Regions from separate parts of the Cricetulus griseus genome. Here region 1 is linked to region 2. Evidence: chromatin contacts called from public Hi-C data. All regions are on one chromosome and are shown on one strand. Each heading gives the region's core, a stretch centred on a gene start, on an enhancer-like site or on the middle of the called end of the contact. The rest is flanking DNA. Distances are from core to core; before and after follow the strand shown.

What was found. A called contact is a pair of places that touch in the nucleus more often than the background predicts.
Region 1: a contact with region 2 is called in a Hi-C map of the CHO-K1 cell line, with 3 times the contacts expected there. The contact joins the enhancer-like site here to the promoter of LOC113833598 in region 2. A contact is called at or near these places in 6 of 8 Hi-C or Micro-C datasets (the CHK-Q cell line, the CHL-YN cell line, the CHO-K1 cell line and 2 more).

Annotation. Positions count from the first base shown.
Region 1 is chr2:441,050,848-441,055,795 of CriGri-PICRH-1.0, reverse strand. All of the region lies in intron 1 of Agap1 (arf-GAP with GTPase, ANK repeat and PH domain-containing protein 1), which reads right to left. Among named protein-coding and RNA genes, the nearest start is that of Agap1, 69 kb to the right of the region's middle. Within about 2 kb of position 3,080, at least 1 of the 6 cell types and tissues checked has open chromatin away from gene starts, as enhancers often do. A contact at or near this core is called in the CHO-K1 cell line, where this site is marked.
Region 2 is chr2:440,981,306-440,986,817 of CriGri-PICRH-1.0, reverse strand. LOC113833598 (atherin-like) reads left to right here and starts at 2,194. Exons shown (of 3, transcript XM_035441117.1): 1 at 2,194-3,026; 2 at 4,318-4,415. The coding sequence starts at 2,215. The coding sequence ends at 2,964. It overlaps Agap1 (arf-GAP with GTPase, ANK repeat and PH domain-containing protein 1), which reads right to left and starts at 2,346. Exons shown (of 18, transcript XM_027397516.2): 1 at 1,889-2,346. The coding sequence starts at 2,051.

The DNA of each region.
Region 1 (4,948 bases), core at 1,831-4,330, 68 kb before region 2:
AATCTTGAAGGCTTTTATAAAGTTCATGAGAAATATTTAACACGTAAGTCAAGCAGTAAACTGTGACTTAAAGCAAAAAAAAAAAAAAAATCTCATTAATACCACTATTTAACTCATCCTAAGATTTGAAGCCATTGCTTTTGAAATCAGACACTTAGATCTCTGGAGATTATCACCCACCCACCTACTAGCAGGGTGGATGATCCCATCCACATCAGTGACTCCTCTCATCACAAACCCAGAGGCTCAGGGAAAGGGGCCCGCATACACTCCTGCCTGGAAGCCTGGAGAAGTTCTGGCATCCACTTCAGGGTGAGGCACACAGCTATCACACAGGGCCACACACAGCTGCAGCCCAGAACTGGCCAGCCACCTCACACCTGGTCAGGTAAACAAGGAGTTGACAGCTGGAGGGAGACAGAGTCTAGAAGCCTAGCGGCCCTTGAGGCTATCCTCCATGTGATCACAGCAGTCAGGAGACAAAAGTGTGCCTCCTTAGGGCACCAAGAAGTCTCTGTGCACCCTACATCTTCTTCCAATTGGGCTTTTCTTCCACAGTCAAAGAGACCCCCCCAACACCCTCAGTCTGACGAGGGTGATGCTTCCCCAGCCATCAGATCCCCAGACAACACCTGTAGCCAAGGCCAGGCTCTGGCTCCCACCAAGACCATCTCTCAAGGAAAGGAGTGCTTAGAAAATCTGGCAGACTTGTATCCAAGGCCAAAAAAACAGACGTGAATATCCATAGAAAAAAGCTGAACAGTAGGTGATACCAACTGCTGAGACACTCAGGAATAAGCCAGGAAAACAAGCCACCTGGGACCAGTCTCCACCAGAAGAGTCTAGAAGTTCCCCTCAGCAACAGCAGTTTCCCCAGTACTGTGCAGCAGGGTAGAGCAGTGTCTGCAGGGCCAGTGTCAGCGGGCTGGCATCTGGGGCAAGCTGGATCTGTAACTTAGGCTGGCAATCTCACAGTAGAAGACAGCCTTAAAAGGAACTGGGAAGTAATTGCTGGTCTCATGCCGAGCAATGAAGGAAATGCAGAGACTGGCCAAAAAGAGAATTCAGGAATCCCAAATCAATGGATATCACTTCCTCACAATGTTCTTCGAAAATCCAATGACTACTTCGTACCCAGATCTTGCTATTCAGCGAGGCCATTGGTCAGAGGCTGGGTGAAGGAGCCTGTGAGAGACTGGAGGACAAGCACAGAGACAGGTCTGAGGGGAGGAACCCAGTGTTCTCTGTTCTAGGGTAATCACCAAGAGGCACTTGGAAAAAGTACCTTCCCCTAAGTTCCCATGTTTGCACTGTGCACAAAAAATTACTGTTCCTCCTCCAGCAAATGGCTCCACTGCCATTCCTGAGACTGCAGGAGAGGGACAGCAGCACCGGACCCCAGCAGGTGCCACAGGGATGTTCAAACACCCCAGTCACAAGGCTGCTGTTTTGCAGAATGGATTGTTTCAAGGCTGTTGTAGGAACCTGCTCCCTGAGGAGATAGGGCATCAGCTTTAGTCCCACCCTCATAAGGCACCAACAACAAACCACACAGTAAGACCTCAACAAAGCCCAATGGGAACCAATGAAAGCACAGGTGAGGGTTGCTTCCAGGAGCACTAGTAACTCCAAAGCAGCTGTTCACCAGGAAGCCTCACTCCATCACAGCTGAGGGCTCCCCCACAGCTGCACAGGAGCCCTACTCCCCAGTTAATATCCACTGTCTGTAGCAGTTACCCCAGACCATGTGGCCATGTGCAATTAGACAGAATTAACACAGAACGTACAACTGGCCAGGAGGTGCAGAAGGGACACTGAGATCAGGTAAGGCCCCAATGACCCCCCCATACCCCTTCTACTATGACGGGATGTCAACCGTCAACAAGCCCTATCCTGAGGGTCTCTTGCAAGTAGCCACAAACACTCAGAGGACAGCACCCCTCGGCAAAGATTAAAAACAAAATGGGTGTCTTTCCATCCTTTCAAAGAATGCCAAGCACACACAGCAGGGGCCGCTCAGGCTGAGCTCGGAATCCCAACCTCATACCTGTTGTTTTGCCTTGGCAGGAGCACAGCTCAACGACAGCTGCAGCTGCGTCTCTGGCTGCCTTTCACTCACCAGCTGTCTGGAGCTCAAGACAAGAATCATTCACCTTCCATTGGACTCTCCTTTTCCACCCAGGAGGCTTTACAAGTAGACAGCAGATTAGCGAGCTCGGTGGACAAGGGGGACAGGAGTGATTCTGTTACTGTCCCCATGGTTACATATGGGTATTACGTTCTCTCTACAAATGCTCAAAAATTATTTGATTCGAGCCCCTGGCTTTTCCAAACAAGGGAAGATCTGGTGAGCATTTCCATTATCAGCAGCACAAAGATCAAACACAGCAAGAGTTCAATCAGGTAAATGAAGTGTGGGACTTAAACCTGGGCTCTGGCTCTTCTCTGAGTCTAGCACGGGGAGTTTCCTCAAGTCATCCATTCACGGGTGTGCCCTGTATGTGAATGACAACTCTAACAGCAGGGGTTCCAGAGAAAGCTGCCACTCTCAGGTCCTCCCTCAACAGCTGAGACCGAATTCCTATCAGGGACCTGTCCCTGGGGTGAGTGTGTAGTCTGATTAAAGAATGTGCCACACCCACAAGTGGTCAGTTTGCTCACACATCAAAACTGCTCTCTCCAGAGTCCTAGGCAGCCTCCTGTTCACCACTCCCCAAACCATCGGCATTGAACCAGTTGGTCACTGAAGTTCCAAACTTCTCTTGGTTCACACCCTGTCTGGGCTAGGGCTCCTAACCCTGTAATAAAACACCATGACCAAAACTTGGGGAGGAAAGAGTTAATTTTTCTCACAGTTCCATACAACTGGTCATCATTAAAAGCAGGAACCTGAAGGCAGGAGCTGAAGCAGAGGTCAAGGAGAGGAGCTGCTGAAGCTTGCTCCTCATGGCTTGTTCAGACTGCTTTCGTACAGAACCCAGGACACCAGCCAGGGACAGCACCACACACAATGGGCTGGGCCCTCTCCCTGGTCACTAAGAAAATGTCTTACAGTCAGACCTTACGGAGGCATTTTCTCAATTGAGGATCCTTCCTCTCTGATGACTCTAGCATGTGTCACGTTGACATAAAACTAGCCAGTACACACCCCATACTTCATCTGTCAGAAACTTGTCTAAACATGCCTGAGTGACAGCTGCCACCCTGGAATACAAGGACAGGGCTGACTGTCACTGCACTTGCAGCTCCTTAACAACTCGCCGGTGACCTCAGCTTTGTCCAGTAGACCCAGACAATGAACCTGCCTTCCTTTCTGACGTGTCTGTACACGGGGAACAGGGCAAGGGGAAGGAAGACAAGGATGGGCGTTGAAATGGAATGAGGCAGGAGAACAAACCTGCAGCTGGACTCTACATACATGTCTTTAACAAAGCAAAAAGACAGTTAAGTGGGTTACAGATGTTCAGACAGCTGCCCAGCACAGAGCCTGTGATAAAAATCACTTCCCACAGCTTAAAAGTTTTTAAGCTGGAGCTTTTTTGATGACTCTGAGCCATACAGTGACCCCAAGTAACCCTCAGGTCATTAGGAGAGGGAGGTGGGTGAGGCTCGGTGCTGTGGAATAATCTTTTTGTACACTGTGAAGATGTGTTTTTGCCAAGGTTCCTTCCGGTTGGTTTAATAAAGAGCTGAATGGCCAATGCTAGGCAGGAAGAGGCCAGGCAAGACTTACAGCAGACAGAGGGTAAGAGGCGGTGAATCTGGGTGTAGGAGAGATGCCAGAGGAGTCGGAGAGGAAACAGGAGGTCCAAGATGGAAGAGAGGTAAAAAGTCATGAGGCAAAAACTAGATTAATATAAATGGGTTCACTTACATTGTAAGAGCCAATGGGACAAGCCTAAGCTAGAGGCTGAACTTTCATAATTAGTAATAAGTCTCCTTGTCATTATTTGGGAGCTGGTAGGACAGAGAAAGACTTGTTACAGGTCAGAGAGGGTTGCACGGCTGCAGAGGCAGGGGTGGGGGAGGAGGAGAACTGTAAGGCAAGGCAGGAACAGCTGGGAGAGGCCGGTGCAAGCTCCCCTAGAGCCCTGAAGGACCACAGCCTTTGATACAGCCCTGTAAGATACAAGGCGCATCTTATACTCCTGGTTCCCAGAACTTTAAGATAACAAACTTGTGTTGGTTGAGGCCACACATGCACTCAGATGGCTATAGGGTAACATCTGAATGACCAGGAAGTGTGACAATTCAACAGTAAAGTGGGAGAAAGGTCTCCAGAACTCACTCACTCACAAAGCCACTGCTGGAGGAAATCCACAAGAGGCTTGGTGAGAGAGGCCAAGGGAAGGGCAAGGAGAAAGAAGCTCAGGGCAAGAGGGGAAATGACCCACAGTGTGTGTCTGTCAGGGGCTTCTTCAAGCTGTGGCTGGGCCATGTCTGATCTGTAAGATACCCAGTGGCCTCTGTAGTTCCTCTGAGAAGTCGTACAGAGACCACTTAGTAGCAGAGAGTGCAGATGGAGAGAGCACAAAGATGTGGAGTCAAAAGCTGTGGGTAGCTGTGGATAGCTATGGACAGAAGCGCACAGCTGCAAGCGGCTGCTGGGGTTTTAGGCCTTCAGCAATGAACCAACCCAACTGAAACAAGGGCAATTTATTCTCACGGGCCTGGAGGCCAGGAAGTCCACACTCAAGGAACATGGCCTTGCTCTTCAGGAAGGCTCTCACCTCTCCCTAGTTTCCTGGAGGCTGTCCACCCTGGGTTCTAGTCTCTGCCTTAGGCTACAGCTCTTCCATGCCCCTCCCTCTAGAGCCCGAGTGCTACCCACACGCCTTTCACTGTGGGGCCTTTTCTTCCTCACTTTCCTTCCAAGTTGATTCAGATGGGGGTCTCTGAACTTCAGCCAGTCATGATGGAACCCCAAGTTCTCCCCAAGACGTGGCCT
Region 2 (5,512 bases), core at 945-3,444:
TATCAAAAAAAAAAAAAAAAAGGATCACTGTGGAAGAACAATTTTAAAAAGAAAGAAATGCAACCACATCCTCCCGCTAAGAGTCCAAGACCCCAGAGTGCAGCTTTAAGAACGGGAAATGAGTCACACCCAGCTGGAGGCCTTCCTCTCCTCCCGAGCAAGGAGCTCCAGTCAGGTGCACTCCATCCCTGGCACCAGCTTTCAGAGGGTTTCATCAGACTTCTGTATATGCAGCCCAGGAAGAGCTGAGCAGAGTCATCTGAGAAAAAAACAGGAGCACCTTTCAGACTTCCGATAGGGACCCAGACATTGCTCTCAGAGGAACCCATTCGCTATACCTCCTCAGCATCCACTGGGGGGCAAAGAGGGGTATGTACCCCTCCTCAACACCACAAGACATTCCACGTCCCACAGAAGCCATTGCTCTTGATGGGTCTGGAGGCATCAGAAGTCACCACAGGCAGCCATGAACACTCAAGGGGCCCAGATGCATTCAGAGTCAGTCCTCATAAGGACAGAACTTGCTGGGACCCTCCCCCTGGAATTATAATATATCCTGTGGATCTTGAGTCAGTCTCCAAGCCTGCCTGGGATGTGGTTCAAGTACATGAGGCTGCCAAATGCCAAGGGGATCAGCAACACAGCATTCACCTTCTCCACCCAAGCAGCCAAGTTTTAAACCCAAACACTTCAGGGTTAGAAGTTCAGACCGCACAGGAGCCAAGCTTTCCTGGGGGCTGAGGCCTTATGTGGAGGGAAAGAGGGCAGTACCTGCACCTGTTTTGGACACACTCCTGCTGGACTTGGAAGGCTCCCATGCTCCTCAACGGAGGGCTCACCAGCCTTTGGCAGGCACAGTACTATACTAGGACAAGCCACCTGCAGGCCTTTCACTGTCACTGGCCAACAGCAACTCAAGAGGACAGGCTGCTAATCCACCGGCTGGACTATGAGACCACATTACCCACTTACATACCACCTGCTCCCCCCAGGTAAGTGATGGCAGGGCCAGAGAAACAAAACAAGGAAACTGTTCAGGCACCTAGTAGCAGAGACAGGGGAGCCATTAGTGGTCCAAAGAGAACACAAGCCAGGATATCGTCTCCTGCAGGGCTACTGCCCTGCTTGGCACTGGGGGTCAGAACAGTGTTCTACACACAGGCTTACAGGCAGCAGAATCACCCACTTTTCCTCCTCCTCATGGGTGGCCCCCAAGTGGCAGGTGTATCAAAGTGTCTGTCCCCTTTAGCAAGAGAATGTGGAGGAGTCCTGTCTCCCTAGAAGGGTCATAATTTGACCCAGGACTTTGGTTCAAAACGCCCAGCGTTTGCACGAGGGCAGGCAGACCTGCCCTGGGACATGATGCTGCCTGGGTCCCACCGGCTCCCTACATGCTCCAGGTCCAAATATCTCTCCAGTATCCAAGAACTGGGGAAAAGGGCAGCCATGAAGCAACTGAGCAGGCTGGCCAGAACAGCACCCACAGCAGCAGCGCTTCTCAAAACACATCTTCAACGTCCATGCAAGACGCTCAGGCCAGGCCTGATAACCTGTCACGGATCGAGTGGCGCCATCCCAGGCAGCTGCCCCCAGGCGTCGGCTGGGCCCGGAACGGGACATGCGGGCGGCCCAGGATGCAGCGGCACAGTGCCACTTTCTCACAGGAGAGACTCTATTGTCCATTATCAAATGAACACTGACGATCCATCTTCCCTGGCAGGCTGGGCTGCACCGCCGGCCTTGCGGGGCAAGAGGCACCGCAGTGCTCTCTCGGCCGGGCAACCGCGTGTGTACACACGCACGCACACACGCGCGCACACACCCCGCCGCGCCAGGGGCGCCCGCTCCCCCGCGCTTTCCAGAAGCCCCGGGGCGGTCTGGCCCTCACCTTCGATGGCGATGACGTGCTCCCGGATCTGGTTCTGCAGCACCGGCTCCTCCACGCGCTCCAGCAGCTCGTAGATGGAGTAGATGTTGGGATGGACCGACTCGAAGCGCTGGATCTCGGCCCGGATGGCAGCCGAGTTGGCCAGCTGCTGCTGGTAGTTCATGGTGCAAGCACGGCGCCCAGAGCCGCGCGCCCCCCGTCGCCGCCACCCGGCGCCCCGGAGCCCACGGGCTACCGAGACCCGGGGCGCCGCAGCCCCCGGGGAGCACGGAGCCGAGGAGGCGCAAAAAGAAAGGCGAGGGTGAGGCACTAGAGGGGCTCAGTTCATGGCCGGGAAGCGCGTCCCGGGTCAGCGGCCCGTCCGGGGAGACCGCGGCGCCATGGAGCGCGAACGGCCGCGGAGGAGGCTCGCTCAGGCGCCTTCCCGCGCCGCAGCCGCCTGCACCCCTACGCGCCGGCCGGCCGAGCAGCCATTAAAGCGCAGGGAGCAGCGCGGCGCTATGAGCGCCGGGGCCGAGGCCCCCGAGCAGTGGCCGCTCTGCTCCGGGGCGCACGGCTGCGGCTGGGTCCGCGCGCTTGTGAGTGCCGCGCTACCGCGCACGCCGGGGCCCTCGGCTGCCCTGCGCCGTCCGCCGAGCCGGGACCGAGCCGTGGGCGCCTTGCCAGCCGCGGAGACCGCTCCGAGCGCCGCCCGCCGCTGCCCGGCCAGCCCCTCCCTGGCACGCAGGGCCCTGGCCCACGTCGGCCCGCCCCCGCCCGCGCTCGCCGCCCTCCGGCCGCCGCTGCGTCCTCCGCGGCGCTTCCCAGCGCGCCGGATCCCGGGGAATTGCGCCAGACCCCGCCCCGCGCTGCCTCTGGGCTTGCTGGGACTTGTAGTCCGTCATGCCGGCCGGCCCGCGCGCGTGGGGTGCGCTCTGCGCTCGCGTTGCAGCGCGCTGGGCGGGCCCCGCGGGGCGCCCGGGCGCCACTCTCGCGGCCCTATCTGCGAGGTATTCTTGACCTCCTTGGGCCTTCTCGGTTGTCCCCGCTGCTCCGTGCCAACCCCTGCGTCTCGGAACCGGGAAGGTGGAGTATAAGCCGGTCCGCCCGCGCTTTTGTTTGCCACCAGAGCGATTGAGGAGCCTCTGCGACTACCGGGGTCTGTCAACTTTCTGCCTCCTTTTCTGAACCCAGCAAGAGAGTTGCTTCCCTTCCCGTGGCAAACACGGGGTTCCACGCTTCGTCAATAAACTGAAGTTGAGGCTGGGATGGTAGAGAGACGGGATTCCACGCGGGGCTTCTAGGCAGTCTTTCCCACGAAAACGTTGCACAGCTGAGTTGTAGCCTCCAAGCTGCAGTCCCCCGAGCGCTGCCTGTTCTGCCCTGGCCCCTTGCAGGCTCACCTCACACTAACCCCACTTGAGCTCAGCCCAGCAGCCCAAGAAGCTGGACCGCACTGCAGCTGAGAGCTCATTCCAACGTTTCCAAGTGAATAAGATACTGTAGATTTCCAGGGATCCAGAGCAAGCCCGAGTCCTGGGTCTGTGCACTATGGCGGAGTCCCTGTCTCTCCATCCAGGGGTGTTTCATAAATAGCCCCACATCCCTGATTCAAGTGTCCTGTGCTTTAACTGGTTCAAATTCAAGCTAATGAGCAGCCCAGAGACCTAGACACCAAGCTGTTTCTGGTTTCTCTTTCGGGTTTCAGTATTTTTCAGGCAGGTGTACTGACACTTTGGATAATTCAGCCTTCCTTGTTCCTGACACTGCAGAGGCCCTGGCTTGTTCTGTACCTTGCCTCTGACTTTGCCTTTAGCAATAACGCTAATAGAGATGCCAGCATGTGACTTTATCTACTGTTAGCAATTTGTCCCTACCCCCAGCTTGAAACCCCAAATCTGTGAGAAATCGTCCCAGGCCTCCACTGCCCCACATCTGGCTTCTCAATCTCTTTGGGGGTTCTTACTTCACTAACTGCTAAATATGGATGGCCCTGGGACTTGTCCTTAGACCTATTTTACTTGTGTGTCTTAGGGCTTCGAATATCTTGAAGAGTTTGATGCTAACCCAGATCTCACCCCTGAGCACCAAACATATCCACCTGTCCCACGTCTTCTCCCCCAACCCCCAACTGTTGGGTTGAATATTGATTATCTCATGTTGGGAAGCCTGTAGTCTCAGCACTCGTGAGACCAAAACAGGAGGATTGCTTGTGAGTTCAAGGCCAGCCTGGACTGAAGATGAGACCCTGCCTTTAAAAATAAATAAGTGGGACATCTTCCCCATGCCTGTAAACATCTCCCCATGCCAGCCCAAGGCAGTACACATCTTTGTTCACCAATCTGAAAATTCAGTGTGGTCCTTTTTGTCTCCTGTCCCCTTCCATCCCGGAATGTCAGCTCAGCCTTTGAAATATACTGAAGCTTCTCACTTTCCATCACCCTTTGAAGGATTGACTACCCAGCCTCTGAACTATTGATGGAGAACTAACCTAGGGATCTGCCTCCTTCCTGTCTCCTCGATGACCATTCTGGAGAAGATAATCCTGGTGAGCTTTGTAAGCCTAAGCCATGGCTCTCTGCTCTAAACCCTCCTCCAATGCCACCCATCCTCTCTGGCTCCCAGAGCCCTCCTGGCTTGCACTATAACCAAGAGCTGAGCAGAATCTCACTTTCCTCCTAGTGTTTTTTGTTTTGTTTTCATTTTGAGACTCACATAGCCCAGGGTGGCCTCCAACTTGCTATATAGCCAGGTTGACCTATATTTCTGATCCTCCTGCCTCCACCTCTCAAATGCTAAGGTTATAGGCATGTACCACCAACACCGACTTTATGGGCTGGAATCAAACCCAAGGCTTTGAGCAAGCAGTCTATATCTGAGCTACATCTCCAGTGTGCATTCTCCTACTAAGCTTATAACTTGGCCTATCACAATCCCAGGGACACAAGACTTCGTTGTTCATAGCAATAGCAGTGGACAGAGTAGTGATGGTTTTATGTACCCATAAACTGAATTCCAAGCCATACAGGCTTGCATCAGGGGCCAAGTGGTACTAGGTGACTTCATATGAACTGAACCCTGGTTGTAAGAATCCATGTCCTTCAGACATGGTATAGATGGGTATAGATGTCAGAAGAGGAACTCTGGGCTTCAGGGCCTACCTCCTCTGGAGCTCAAGCAACTATGGCAAAGCTCCACAGACCACACAACTCCAACAGAAGATATCCAAGAATAAGGTGTCAGCAAGGTTGGAGTCTCCTATGGGCCCCTCCTCAACTTGGAGATAAAAGTCTTCTCCCTGTGTCCTTACCCAATGTCTTTTGTGTCCTCATTCTGATCTCTACATTGAGTGACATCAGTCCTATTGAATTGGGGCTATCCCTATTGGCCTGATCTTTACTTAATTGCCTCTTTAAAGAATCACTCCTTCATGTCCATTCTGAGGTCATGGAGATTAGAGTTTCAACACAGCATCTGAGGGGACACAATTCAGCCGTAGGAGAACCTCTCTCACTAGACCACCCTCTGCTTCCACCCCATCCTAGCATCTCCAGGCACACGAACCTCCTTCCTGTCCTCTGAGGACACCAGTCGTCACCAGTCAGGAGCATCTCCCCTCAAAACCTTCCCCAGCCACACCCACTT